Regions from separate parts of the Mus musculus genome. Here regions 2, 3 and 4 are each linked to region 1. A link is a contact called in public promoter capture Hi-C data. All regions are on one chromosome and are shown on one strand. Each heading gives the region's core, a stretch centred on a gene start, on an enhancer-like site or on the middle of the called end of the contact. The rest is flanking DNA. Distances are from core to core; before and after follow the strand shown.

Region 1 (3,360 bases), core at 509-3,008:
CAAAGGACCCCAGTTCAAATCCCAGCAAGTGCTTTATGGGGCCGTTAAAGGGTTGTAACTTTGAGCCTTTGTAGCTTCTTTTGGTGTCTGGAGACAGCTATAGTGAGCATGATACATACACATAGTAGGAACATATACATTCATATGTTAAGGGCACAGGTATGTATATATGCATACATATGTGTGCATACATGCACATTGCTACGCTAATAACTGATTATATATATTTATGATTAGGGTTCTTATGTTTGCTCATTTATAACACAGAAACATTCAGCATGAGAAAGTGTCCTTGGCCTGTGTGAGGCACTGGCTTTGGCCTCAAGCTCCTGATCCCCCAGCAAAACAAGGAACACTACCTCTTCCTGGCAGGGTTACTGCGAGGGCCATGCAGGTGCCATGCAAGGTGCTTAGCTTAGATCACATAATAAATGATATCTTTTAAAAGAATACAACATAGCCAGTTATTGGTGGTGCAAACCTTTGATCCTAGCGTTCAGGAGGCAGCAGCAGGGGGGATCTCTGAGTCTGAGGCTAACCTGGTGTACAGAGTGGGTTCTAGAACGAATAGCTAAGGCTACACAGAGAAACCCTGTGTCCAAAAAAAGACAAGTGTATATTTATACACACACACACATATGTATATATACTTATATACACATACACATGTGTGTATATATGTCTATGTGTGTATGTATATATGTATATATACATCTATGTACCTGTATAGTATGTATACACGTATATTTACATGTATACACACATATATACATATATATGTATACACACATATACAGATATACGTGCATACACACACACACACACACACACACACACACACAGCTTGGGTTCTGAAGAGATGGCTCAGCAGTTAAGAGCATTTCTGCTGTTCTTTCAGAAGATCCTGGCTCACTTCCCAGCAACCACATGGCAGCTCACAACCATTTGTGTCTCCAGTTCCAAGGGATCTAATGCCCTCTTCTGGCCTCCAAGAGCACTGCTTTGGTGTGCTTAAATTGTCAGCAAAGCATTCATATACATAAAATAAAATCTTTAAAAGAATAAATGACTTAATGTGGAGAGACGGGACTGGAGCATCTGCCCAGCATGCAGAGATGGGAAATACTGCAGGCTCCAGGAGGCCTCCTTGATCTGCACAGCTCCCTCTTATCTGACCGATTCAGTAGGGCCGCTCACCACCTTTGTCCTTTATTACCTTTCTTCCCACAGACTGAATCTGAAATCCAGGCCCCACCGCTCAGCGGCCTCACTCAGTGCCTCTGCTCAGTTTCACCCATCTGAAAAGTGTGCCATTCTCACTTTTACTCAGTGATGTCACGGAGGCCCTGAGCTGACTGATCAGGGAGTACATGTATGTTATCTCTTCTGGGTCCTTCATGGGTCAAATCTGGCAGAGCCCTCCCAAATGCAACAGGTGCCATGCCCCCTCTAGGTAAGCCCTCCCCCAGCCCCCCACTCCTGAGGTTATCTATAAAGGCACAGGACATAGAGGCTCACAGGTTGTAGTAGGCACCGAAGTCGTCTGCAGGGACCGGCCGATGAGACGCCATGTCAATGAAGCACATCAGGCTTTCACTTCTACTCACGAGCTACCTTTGATCCTTTTAACTTCATTTCTCCAGGACTGCTCCCTGGCTTGTTTTTGGTTTTGAACCGTTTGAATGCCCCCCTCCCCCCTTTGTGTTGTTGCTGTCTGATTTCACTTGACTCAGGCCCAGTTCTTCTTGGATCCTCCCCTGCATCACAATTGTCACCCTTCATACCAAGGTTCTAACGTGTTGTCAAGGGATACCATTATTTGTTTGTTTGAAATGCTTCTGAAAGATCAACTTTCTGAGAACGAATTGTCCACATCACAGCTCTCCCTCTATTTCTGGGTTTCTCACACACAAGCACACAGAGATGTTCACCCTCTGGATTTGGGGACAGTGTGTGGCAACACTGCTCCCATGAACCCTAGAGGGACATCTCTTCCCCTATGGAGGAGGTAGTGAGATTTTTCTCATCCCGATGCATACACAGTGAGGTCACCAGAATTGTTTATTCTTGGGATGGAGACACAGCTGGATATGGGCACATACCCATAGTACACAGGCTGTTAGGGTTTTACTGCTGTGGACAGACACCATGACCAAGGCAACTCTTCTAAGGACAACATTTAAATGGGGCTGGCTTACAGTTTTAGAGGTTCAGTCCATTATCATCAAGGTGGAGAACAAGGGCATGTCCTGGCAGACATGGTGCAGGAGGAGCTGAGAGTTCTATATCTTCATCTGAAGGACACTAGAAGACTGGCTCCCATGTAGTTAGGAGAAAAGAATCATTGCCCACCCCCACAATGACACATTTCCTCCAACAAGGCCACACCTCCTAATAGGCCAAGCATATTTAAACCACCACACAGGCTTATTATAGGATTTACAAGCTGTGGCCTCTGGGGCACACATGGTTTTCTGAACTCAGACTTTTCCACTGGAGGAAAAGGATGGCATCCTCAGTTCTAACTAAAAGCATGGGGCTGTGACCTGGGAAAGCACCCGTGCTGGGGCCTTGCCTCTGGAGTGCCTAGTTGCTGCTGGCCTGCTCTCTGAGCAGATCTACTGGGTCAGCCAAGCACCAGCAGAGAGCAGGCAGAGAGCCCTTAGGATCAGTTTATCCCAGGTAGGGTACTGAAGACAGGCTGAAGGAAAAATACTCTCAAAGTCCAACTTCATAGAGCAATGAGTTTCAGTGGGGTCAGTTAGGGCATATGGGTGGAGAGATCAGGAGCAAATAGGACTCAGCTGTGTCACCGAAGACCCCAGTATGAGTGACAGCTCATGAAAGCTGGGCTCCAGGAGCACACACAGCCTGCAGGCACTCAACAGATTGCAGTGTCCTTTCTAGGCCTTTTAGTCGTAAGCCACACACTGCAACACACACCACATGACATCGATCTCTCTCACACACTATGCCAAACCACCCGGCAACACACACAATGACTAAGAAATATACATTAGATCCATAATGATGCCCCTCTGTGTATGTGCATATATGTATTGAGAATCAGAATTCACACCAATAGTCACAACCTTTCTAGATTTATTTTCCCTTCCTATACAATCTAACTCTAACTGGGAGACACCTAGCTTCTGACAGCCCTAGCATAGCTCCTGTCTCATCAGTCCTCAATGCTGTGTTCCCACTGCCTAGCACGTGACATTCCTGCCTCATCTGCACACCAGGGCACCACTGCCCACAGCTCATACAGCTCACACTAAAGTAAGAGGGCTGCTTCTTAATTTTTCCTTATCTCTTTGGTGGCTTGTTTTAATCTGCCCCTCTTAGATATTTCTTTCT
Region 2 (3,360 bases), core at 561-3,060, 250 kb after region 1:
GTACTGGTTAGTTCATAATGTTGATCCACCTATAGGGTTGCAGATCCCTTTAGCTCCTTGGGTACTTTCTCTAGCTCCTCCATTGGGAGCCCTGTGATCCATCCATTAGCTGACTGTGGGCATCCACTTCTGTGTTTGCTAGGCCCCGGCATAGTCTCACAAGAGACAGCTACATCTGGGTCCTTTCGATAAAATCTTGCTAGTGTATGCAATGGTGTCAGCGTTTGGATGCTGATTATGGGGTGGATCCCTGGATAAGGCAGTCTCTACATGGTCCATAACATCTCAGCTCCAAACTTTGTCTCTGTAACTCCTTCCAAGGGTGTTTTGTTCCCAATTCTAAGGAGGGGTATGGTGTCTACACTTCAGTCTTCATTCTTCTTGAGTTTCATGTGTTTAGGAAATTGTATCTTATATCTTGGGCCATAGCCTTTCCTAGGTGGCTTCTGACAGGTATTTCTCTGGTCGAGAAAGCACTAATTTATGGTTAAAAACATAAATATTTAGAAGACAGCTTGGCAATGTGTCTATTTAGCAAAATAATAGTAGTAGGTTCTTGCATAGGGCCCATGAGCCCTAAACTTCGGACCAGGTTCCCAATACCAGGCATAAATTCCCTCCTGTGGAGCAGGCCTCACATCCAGTTAGAGAGTGGTTGGTCACCCCTATAATAGTCATGTCACTATTGCCCTGGCACATCTTGATTGACAGGTCTGTTGTGTTTCATAAAGGGTCTATCTCCAAGGAGGTGTGCCTGTCTTAAATATTTTTTATTCTTTTTATTATGTGTATCTGTGTGGGTGTGTGCACATCAGTGTAGGTGCTTATAGAAGTCAAAGGGTTAGATGTCCTGGAGCTGGAATCATAGGCAGTTAGAAACTGCCTGACATGGTGCTGGGAATCGAACTCGAGTCCTCAGGAAGAGGTGAAGAGCAGCATGTGCTCTTAACCACTGAGGCATCTCTCCAGCCACACACACACACACATCTACACAACGTGCATAATTAGAAAATTATTTTTATTAAAGAATTTAATAGGGGCTGGAGAGATGGCTCAGCGGTTAAGAGCACTGTCTGCTCTTCCGAAGGTCCTGAGTTCAGTTCCCAGCAACCACATGGTGGCTCACAACCATCTGTAACAAGAACTGACGCCCTCTTCTGGTGTGTCTGAAGACAGCTACAGTGTACTTACTTACATATAATAAATAAATCTTTAAAAAAAAAAAGAATTTAATGACTCAGCTTTAAAGTAGTAACAATAAGAACCACACCCGAGAGGAGAACCTCATAGTCCCTCAGTCCTTGCAGCTGGCACGTCATCACTCAGCGTAGTCCCTCTGGGCTCTGTCATAGGCAGGGTAAAGGTAGGACACAGTAGTGAATATATATATATATATATATATATATATATAGCCAGGGGTCTCTCGTGGCAGAAGGCCAAGTGCCTCAGCAGCTGTCAGCAAAGGAATCAACAGTGGTGACAGGGAAAATCAACTCTGTGGCAAGAGGGAAGCCAAGCCAGCAAAAGGCAGGCTGATTGTCCTTTGGCTGTACCCTTTTGATTGGGATCCCAGAAGGTGTAGCCCAGAGTTAGGTGGGTCCTTCCCAAGGCTCTCAGGACACTTCTTCAGATGCAGTTCCTTACTGTGGTAATTATGATGTGTGGCAAGTGAACTCAGACCCCAGCCCTCAGGTAAAAGCCAGCACAGAGTTCTATAACCAAAACGTGTGCTGCCTCCATCAGCAGGGTTTTATGTACTTACAGGAGCAATGGCAGTGACCTGGGTTGCTCTGGGAGCCTTTCGGACCTTCCTGACTAATAATTTACCTAATAACCAATGTTTTCTGGGAAAAGTGTTGCCCACTGCTGCAGGGTAACTCAGTTTAAGCCCTTCCTTTTAAACTATATATTTTAATTAGTTTACAAACTTGTAGGTTTCCATAGTCTAGAAAAGGGGCTTCCTTGAATAGTCTTGAGTAGGGAATTCCTGCCTAGGACCATAAATCTGGTCAGAAGCTCCTGTCTCAGTGCAGTGTCCATTAGATGCCCCTGGTGCTAGAGTTACAGGTGGTTGTGAGCCACCAACCTTGGGGGCTGGAATTTGAACTTGGGTCTTTTGCTTCTCTGGTATGTATGCTTCTCTAAGGTATTTCCCCTGCACTGAAACACAACAACAAAACATGAAATCAAAACCAACCAAAGAAATAAAAAGTAGGATGCATGATATCATCTTTTCATGGTTGCTGCATGTTGGTGAAACATAATCTGCTAGAGATGACATGTGAGACCGTCTTCTTCTCTAGCTCTTTCTTATCACAAGGCTTTAAAAACGAATCCCAGTAGGAAAAGTAGCATCTTTGTGCTTCCCCATCCCAGCAATACTTGGAAAACATTTACCTTTTATAGAGAACAGTTTTCATCCTAATAAAGAGACAAGAATGGAATCAAGGAATTAAAAAGTGTATTTATCTTATTTTAATTGATTACAAAAGTAATCTATGCATGTTACTTAAAGTTCTATAATTAGAGAAATTTATAACTGACAGGCAGTTAAGGTTTTTTTGGGCACAGTGCTCCACACCTGTATTTGCAGGATTTTGGAGTCTGAGGTAGGAAGATCATGAGTTGGAGGCCAGCTTGGGCTATATAGTGAGACCCTGTCTCATAAAACAACAGTACTTAAAAGGGACTGAGAGACGGCTCAGTTGCCAGTGTGCTTGGGGTGTGATTGTGAAGTTTGGAAGCGAGTTAGGACCCCTAGAACCTTCACGTGTCAGCCCCTGTAAAGCCAGTGCTGAGATGGTGAGGGAGGTCCCTGGGCTTTCTGCCCAGCCAGGCTAGTAAGTTGAACCAGTAAGCTCCAGATTAAGTATGTGACCCTGTCTCAGAAAAGAAGGTAGAGGGTGACAGAGGGAGATACTGACATCATCCTAGCCACCACACACACAAACACGCACCTGTTCATGGCCTCCACACACACAAATATGGATCTGTGCACAGCACCCTCCCCCACTACAGAAGACAGTTAAATTCATACTTAGCCAGAAATAGGATTTTTATCTTTTTTGTACTTTGTTGTAGTCGAATAAAATATTTAGTAATAGATACTTGATGGCCCAGGTTGCCTTGTTTAAACTTCATTTTTTATCCTTAGGGAGATTATACGAAGAAAAGCAGTTCTGGCATTATACAAATTTTACCTCATTGCCCCCAATCAAGTACAGCACATCCACACTAAATTTCGGAAAGCGCTTTGTGACAGAGATGTTGGGGTCATGGCTGCCTCTTTGCACATATACCTTAGGATGATTAAGGTAAGTTGGCAATTTCAGCATGTGCTCAGTAGTTACCATTGCAACA
Region 3 (3,360 bases), core at 630-3,129, 160 kb before region 1:
TTCTTTGTCAGCAGAGATGAAAGCTGCCACATCCAGTTCTCCTAAAAGGAGAAAACATCTTATGAGACCCATTAAATCAGCACTCGCTTGCCTTTATGGTACTTGGCAACATCTTCTTCTTCTTCTTCTTCTTCTTTTTTTTTTTTTTTTTTTTTTTTTTTTTTTTTTTTTTGGTTTTTTGAGACAGGGCTTCTCTGTATAGCCCTGGCTGTCCTGGCACTCACTTTGTAGACCAGGCTGGCCTCGAACTCAGAAATCCACCTGCTGGGATTAAAGGCGTCACCGTGCCCGGCTATTGGCAACATCTTCTGAGTGTGATGAAAAGTATAAGTTTACACACACACACACACACACACAAATTTCTGAGGTACGTGGGACATACTTAAAGTACAACTAAGAGCCCAACCAAGAGCTTGTGACCAACCTGGACCCCAAGAGACCTGAGCCCCACCGCTCCCTGCTGCTGGCACTCAGGGCTTGTCACACGGCTTCCACACTCAAATAGATGCACCAAAAGAATGAAGACTAGTCAGAAAGGGAAGCAGTCATGTGAAGCCACTGCAGGCCAGTTGTTCTTTGACCCTTCAGAGGGGCTCTCTCTCATGGCCTCCCACCCTCTAGATGTGCACCTACTATGAGCAACCAGAAACCCTTCCCATTCCCCTTCTCCCTGCAAAGGAGCAAAGGAGCAGAGAAGAAAAGGAGCCTGATTTATTCCCTCTACCTCAGCTTCTGCAAAGTCCCTACACACAGAACTGGGCCTAGACAAACTGAGGCACCAGAGAGCTTGACTCCTTCAGCCCACCACAGCCTTGGGCACCCAGCACTGAGTGGTGCCCAGTAGACATGAGAGAGCTGGCACTCATCCCCAGACAGTCTCATAGGAAAATGTGTCCCACTGCAGGATAGGAACCCACACTCTCAGCTAAGTGCACTGTTGAAAAGCCACATGATACGCTAATACGCGTCTGCCTACAAAGGTTGATAGGGGAGAAGAGAGAAAAGAGATTTAAAGCAGGATAGATATTAACTTACAGCCAAGAAGTTTCATACACTGTGGCCCCTCTAGTGGAGATGAGACTATTACAAAATTACAAAGACATTCAAAGTTCTCTGTTGTCACATAGGCTTCTAAAAGAACCTTTATTTTAAGTTGATGTGTATTTCAGTTAATGCGTACTAAACAGAAGAAGCAGAACCAAACTCATCATGTCACAAGTCACTTTGTTGGATGCATCCTCATCTTCCTACAAATCCCCTTTAAGCACTTCCCTACCTGTGGACAGCCAGGCCTGAAAACAGGGTACCTGGCTTTGCTTTCCCTGCAAGCTGGTATACAAGTGGGCACTTGGCGAACGTTTAAACATGAACACTAAAAGAATAAACTACTTTACACAGAGAAATGAATATTAAGAGAGTTTGGGCTATCAAATGCTTAAGTCTTTTTTTTTTTTTTCCTATTTCATAAGGCAATTGAGTGGATCACAAATACAGATAGTTTATTTTGTGGGCAGGTAGAAGGAAACAAAATGCAAGACACAGGCAGCAATCACAGAAGTAGGCACATGAGAGGCAGGGAATGAGGGACCTGTTAAAACTCTGATCTACATCCTGTTCAAGAATTCAGGAGAAACACCACTGAAGCCAAACCGGCTCTCCCAAGGCAACTCAAACACTCACCTGCCTCCAACAGCAGGGAAGACCCACCCTGTCACTCACCTCTAGCTCGGTAGTATTCACGGTATTCACGGTATTCACAGGGCTCCATCATCTCCCTTGGATTGCTCCTCCTGGCAGACAGACAGAGGAGGCTGGAAGGCAGCTGTCAACAGGGCTTCTTGGTCGCCTTTGTCTGTGCTGTGCACTCCCTGGCAGCCAGTGCATCTCTTATTTAAGGAGTTCCCTATTCCCCTCCTTTAGCCCCGCCCCCATAAAGTCCCTTCCTTCAGGCTTAATTTCAGCCTCTCTTGTCCCCGTCCTTTCTGATTTGAACTTTGATCAACAGAATCAGAGAACATGGTGTTTTTAGACCAGTTGGGGCACCTAGCCTCCCAAGCCTACAAGCAGCTCTGGATAGACAAGGTAAAAGAGCCCTCTATCATCCCTGCCCCTGCATTCAGACCATAGAGCCCCAGCCTTGAATAAAGCTCCTAGCTCAGAGGCCAGAAATAGGCCAAGGGCATTCACAATAAGTAGCACAGAGGGTGGAGTTGCTCCTGCCCTGGCTTCTCTATGAGGTGAGGGCAGAGCCGGCTCAGAGAAGCCCATAGCTAGCCAGGCTGAGCTCAGGACAGATCAACAACAGGATATGAAGGATTCTTTTTATCCATTACTACATAGCACTTGTTCTGGGTTCTTTGCCTCGACTACTGTTTAAGCTAACGGAGGAAAAACCTGTTCAGTGCCAATAAATCTGGAAGTCCCTTTAGTGGATGGACGCTTCTACAGCAAGCAGAGCTGGAGAACAGAGCGGAGCCTGGGTGCAGCAGAGTGCGGGACACACATTCGTAAGGGGGAAGAATTGCCACTTTGTCAGATGGAAATCTTTCTGGTGACAGCAGTTATCTGTACCCCTCCTCTTCCTGAGTCGAGTACTTTTCCTAATCAACGTTTCTTCCTGACCATCTCTTACGAAAGAACAGCTTTTGAGAACTCCTCCTACGTCCAGGGCTTCTCGAGATAACACAAAGGAAGCGTACTAGTGGGGGCGGGGATGGCAGTTTCTCCTGAAATCATATTCTGGGGTGGTGTGTTTGTCCTGAACCCCAACACTGCCACAAAACAACAAAAATCCTTCGGAGTTTTCCCGAATACCAAGAGCTTTTTGTTCTTTATATCGAGGTCCCTTTGTTCCTCAGAGGCTCTGGACTGCGGATGCCTGCACCCAAGAGCTTGAACACAATCTGAGAAAAACAGTGTCTAAAGCATTACCTGTACTTACACAACAGACTTCATGGGGGGTGGTCAGGGGGAAGAATGGGAGAAAGAGCTAAAGGTTAAACAAGGGTGGGGCTCAGTGGCAAACCGCTCACCTAGCACGCCCGCCCGAGGCCTTGCCTTTGGTCCCCAGTTCCCATCTCCCTTTTTTAAAAGTACCTCTGGAGCAGATTTGAAATGTTTGCAGGGCTACCTGAAGGATAAGCACCCAAAGAAGGCAGCTCCACACCCCAAGTGTCACCCTTCACCCAACTGTCATCACATCTGTCTCGATCAAAAGTAATCATGTTTGCTATAATTCTGTGAGCCACGCCAGCAAATTAATCAAACCCAAGAAAGATGTGGGAATCCACAAAGACATAGTAGCAAGCACAGGTAGCAAACTCCTTACTGGGAACCTGTGGCTGAAGTTGGAGCCGACTA
Region 4 (3,360 bases), core at 337-2,836, 140 kb before region 1:
CACATTCCACCCGGCTCTCAATTATTTCCATACACTGTCTCTTAGCTGGTGGCTCTTCACTGATGACAGTTTCTTCAGCAATGTCTGTTGCTGGTACTGTCAATACTAAAATGAAAGGGAGGCACAGGTTACATCACTCTCCGACAGCTACGAGATAACGTCTCTATACAGTTGATGCTACTCTCCTGTAGCACGCAGCATCAGGCATTTCCAAACACTGCTCCTCTATGAAGAGGTCCCTGCTGGTTCCCTTCATTTTCTCACTGAAGCCCACTTACTGTAGTGCTACTGATGGCACTCTTACACATAATATACTCATCCACACAGCTGAATGGTCAAAGTAATATTAAAGATGCATATGTTAAGAGTATCCTGGGCACCTGCTGACAGAATTGCTTTTATTAGTTTCTTGCATATTAGTCTTACAATAATTTGTGTAAAGACAACAAATACCCATGGGAGGCAAACAGAAAGCACACCCACTCGAGCACCAACTCCATCTTTTCTCAGCACACAGCTATCTTCGGCCTGCTAATACTGTCCCTGAATACACACAACTGTGAACACTGTAGCAGTGTCCCTGGTGAATCTGTGGGCACTGTTTACATTTTTGATGTTTTCATATAAACATGAACATACAGAAAGCACATACCCTTGCTTTGCAGAGCAGTGTAGAACATATTTGACAGCCATGAAGAAAAAAATTTAATTAATGTTTTTAAGTCACAAGAGAAATTACCACTGTTTTCTAAGACTATCAAAACTTTTCGTCAAATGGAGCATGGTGAGGAACTCAGGAGGCAGAGCCAGGCAGATCTCTGTGAGTTCAAAGCCAGCTTGGTCTACACAGTGAGACCCTGCCTCAGATTCCTTACTAAAACATGGCCAGCAAGATGGCTCCTCAGGTAAGGGCACTTGCCACCAAGCCTGACCTGAATTCAATGGCTGGGATTCATGTGGTAGAAGGATGCTCTCTCGTGCATGTGTGTTGTGGCACACAGTTTCCTCCCAACAAGTAAATAAAGGTAAGCACTTTTAAAATGTTGTCAAAACATGAAAATTTCTGTAACAAAGGTAACAAATTTAAAAATAGTGAAACTTGTAGCACAATGTATGGTAATATAAAACATTAGAAATGGGCCTGGAGAGGTGGCTTAGCAGTTAAGAGCTGCTCTTCCAGTGGCCCTGGGCTCAATTCCTAGCACCACCTGGCAGCTTCCAACGGTCTGTAATTCCAGTTCTAAGGGATATGACACCCTCTTCTGGCCGCCATGGGTACTGCAATCATATAGCACACATGAAAATATGCAGGCAGGTTCTCATACACATAAAATAAAAACTTACAATATCAACTATACCAAGAAAATGTTACTTCATTTTATTCATATCATATTATATTTATAACAAGAATGGAGAAATTCTCTTTCACTGGACATGATACAGGGCATGTTAGACATTTTAAATTATAGAGGCTTTAACAGTTTACTATTTTTCTTTTTCAGAGTTTTCCTAATTCTTTGCTCTAGCAACATTAACTTTAGAATCCATCTGACTAGTTACAGAACTAAAGCATGTCCCTCCTACCCTCCCATCTGTCAGTAAAAGCTGTAACCTTCAGTAACCTAGAATGATTATATTTGGAAGCAGGGCCCTTCAATGGAATCAAGGTAAAATCATGAGCTATTCTATCTCTGTGTCCTTTTGAGAGAAGATAGGACACAGCTGGAATGCAGCTATCGACAAGCCAAAGAAACCTGCTGACACTTGATGTTGGACCACGAAAAGTTCATGTCTATTGTTTAAGTTACAGTTTCTGACACTGTTACTAACACACTAGCATTGCTTTAATGGCATATTACATTTACTCAGGAAGAACTGAATGTTCCTGGACACAGAGTCTCCCATTTACAAAACATGAGTTGACTTGCATCTGCTCATAAATAAAATCAGTGCATTCGTCTAGTGTCTGGTTTGAGAGATCCTTTTGTTTAATCCAGTTCGTATGTGTGCGTGTGTGGTGCACGTAAATGTTTACATGGATGTGTGCATAAGTATGCCTGGACATTTGGAGACAAGAGACTGACATCATGTTTTCTTTGTTCATTCTCTATCTTAAAAAAAAAAAAAATTGTGTGTAGTGGCGGATGCTTTTAATTCCAGCAGCCAGGGAGAGGTGGTTGCATCTCTGTGAGTTCCAGACCAGACCAGCCTTTTTGGCACAGGGTCTCACTGTGTAGTACTGGCTTCAAACTTGCTATGTAGAGCAAGCTAGCCTTGAGCTTACAGAGATCTGTCTACTTCTACCTGAGTGCTGGAACTAAAGGCACTCAGCACTACACTGGCCTGATAGCACTTTAAATGTGGAACTTTCAGCCTTCGGGTTACACTAAAACTGTCTGTTACTTCATCTACCTTGTAAATCTCTGTGGTTCCCATGGTGGGTGGGTAGGGAAAGTGTATACCCTGGCAAAGCCCCTTCTAGTCCTGTTCTAGATAAGCCCCAGGTCAGCTTTGGGGTTTTATTGTTTTTTGAACAAAAAGGTTAATTTCAGACATCAAGCTTATTGTAAACTTACAAACACACTAAAGCATCGTCCCTAGAAAGTTAGGCTGAGCATACTTTATCAAAGCAGCAACTTTTCTACAAGGCTATAAGTGAATGAAAGATCTACCCTGCCCAGAATATTTAATTGATTTCAAGTGAGAAAATGAATACTATTTTTAAAAGTTAAAACAAAAAATCTGGCAGCTGCTTTTTCATGCTCTTTGGGGACCTAAAATAGCCACAAGGGCTCATAGTTCCTATGGTAAAGGGACATGCATCTGGGTGTGGTAGTACTAGTGTAAAACTGAACTCAGATATGTAGATACAAGAAAATCAGGAATTCAAGGCAAACCTCAGCTACACACTAACTTTGAGGGCAGACTCAGCAATATGAGATCATGTCTCAAGAAAAACACATAAACAAGTGACAAGAACTTTAATCCATCTGATTTTTAAAAAAATCTTAGTAATTTGATCAATGGAAGGAGGCAATGTCTGTACGAGGCTTCCATGGAGCCCTCTAGATATGAAGTCAGAGGCGAGGAGACTGGCCAGCCGACTGCTGCAAACCTACCACTGGCTAACACATAAACATGTATTCAGAAACCTAATTCTATTTCAAAGAGTGTGACACTGAGCTTTTGTGGAGTTAACTGGTCACAGAAAACCTAAAATAGCAACTTTATCATGACCGATTAACCACATAATGAACACTTCATGGATACCTAAGCTCAGTTTCATTTTCAGATTCTTTATCATAGCCAGGCGTGGTGGCGCACGCCTTTAATCCCAGCACTTGGGAGGCAGAGACAGGT

The links. Promoter capture Hi-C pulls out the DNA fragments that hold promoters and counts their contacts. Capture Hi-C pulls out chosen DNA fragments and counts their contacts.
Region 2: a contact with region 1 is called in a promoter capture Hi-C map of liver. The contact joins the enhancer-like site here to the promoter of Usp50 in region 1. A contact is called at or near these places in 18 of 39 promoter capture datasets (the 3T3-L1 cell line, 3T3-L1-derived adipocytes, the C10 cell line and 13 more), 1 of 15 datasets of contacts at CTCF or cohesin (the NIH/3T3 cell line), 3 of 484 Hi-C or Micro-C datasets (the HPC-7 cell line, bone marrow-derived macrophages and microglia), 2 of 115 datasets of contacts at active chromatin or transcription factors (both in embryonic stem cells) and 3 of 9 other capture datasets (adipose tissue, liver and pancreatic islet).
Region 3: a promoter capture Hi-C map of adipose tissue shows a contact between it and region 1. The contact joins the promoter of Hdc here to the promoter of Usp50 in region 1. A contact is called at or near these places in 12 of 39 promoter capture datasets (the 3T3-L1 cell line, 3T3-L1-derived adipocytes, the C10 cell line and 7 more) and 3 of 9 other capture datasets (adipose tissue, macrophages and pancreatic islet).
Region 4: a contact with region 1 is called in a promoter capture Hi-C map of hippocampal neurons, with 2.3 times the contacts expected there. The contact joins the enhancer-like site here to the promoter of Usp50 in region 1. A contact is called at or near these places in 11 of 39 promoter capture datasets (the 3T3-L1 cell line, 3T3-L1-derived adipocytes, the HPC-7 cell line and 7 more), 2 of 484 Hi-C or Micro-C datasets (the G1E-ER4 cell line and the HPC-7 cell line) and 2 of 9 other capture datasets (liver and pancreatic islet).

The regions. Positions count from the first base shown.
Region 1 is chr2:126,781,702-126,785,061 of GRCm38.p6, forward strand. Usp50 (ubiquitin specific peptidase 50) reads right to left here and starts at 1,759. Exons shown (of 7, transcript NM_029163.3): 1 at 1,519-1,759. The coding sequence starts at 1,586.
Region 2 is chr2:127,030,376-127,033,735 of GRCm38.p6, forward strand. It overlaps Ap4e1 (adaptor-related protein complex AP-4, epsilon 1), which reads left to right. Exons shown (of 21, transcript NM_175550.3): 6 at 3,155-3,314. Among named protein-coding and RNA genes, the nearest start is that of Ap4e1, 23 kb to the left of the region's middle. Within about 2 kb of position 1,811, at least 1 of the 459 cell types and tissues checked has an H3K27ac peak or open chromatin away from gene starts, as enhancers often do. A contact at or near this core is called in liver, where this site is marked.
Region 3 is chr2:126,616,799-126,620,158 of GRCm38.p6, forward strand. It overlaps Hdc (histidine decarboxylase), which reads right to left and starts at 1,880. Exons shown (of 12, transcript NM_008230.6): 1 at 1,720-1,880. The coding sequence starts at 1,771.
Region 4 is chr2:126,639,240-126,642,599 of GRCm38.p6, forward strand. It overlaps Gabpb1 (GA repeat binding protein, beta 1), which reads right to left. Exons shown (of 9, transcript NM_001271468.1): 8 at 1-105. Among named protein-coding and RNA genes, the nearest start is that of Hdc, 22 kb to the left of the region's middle. Within about 2 kb of position 1,587, at least 3 of the 459 cell types and tissues checked have an H3K27ac peak or open chromatin away from gene starts, as enhancers often do. A contact at or near this core is called in hippocampal neurons, where this site is marked.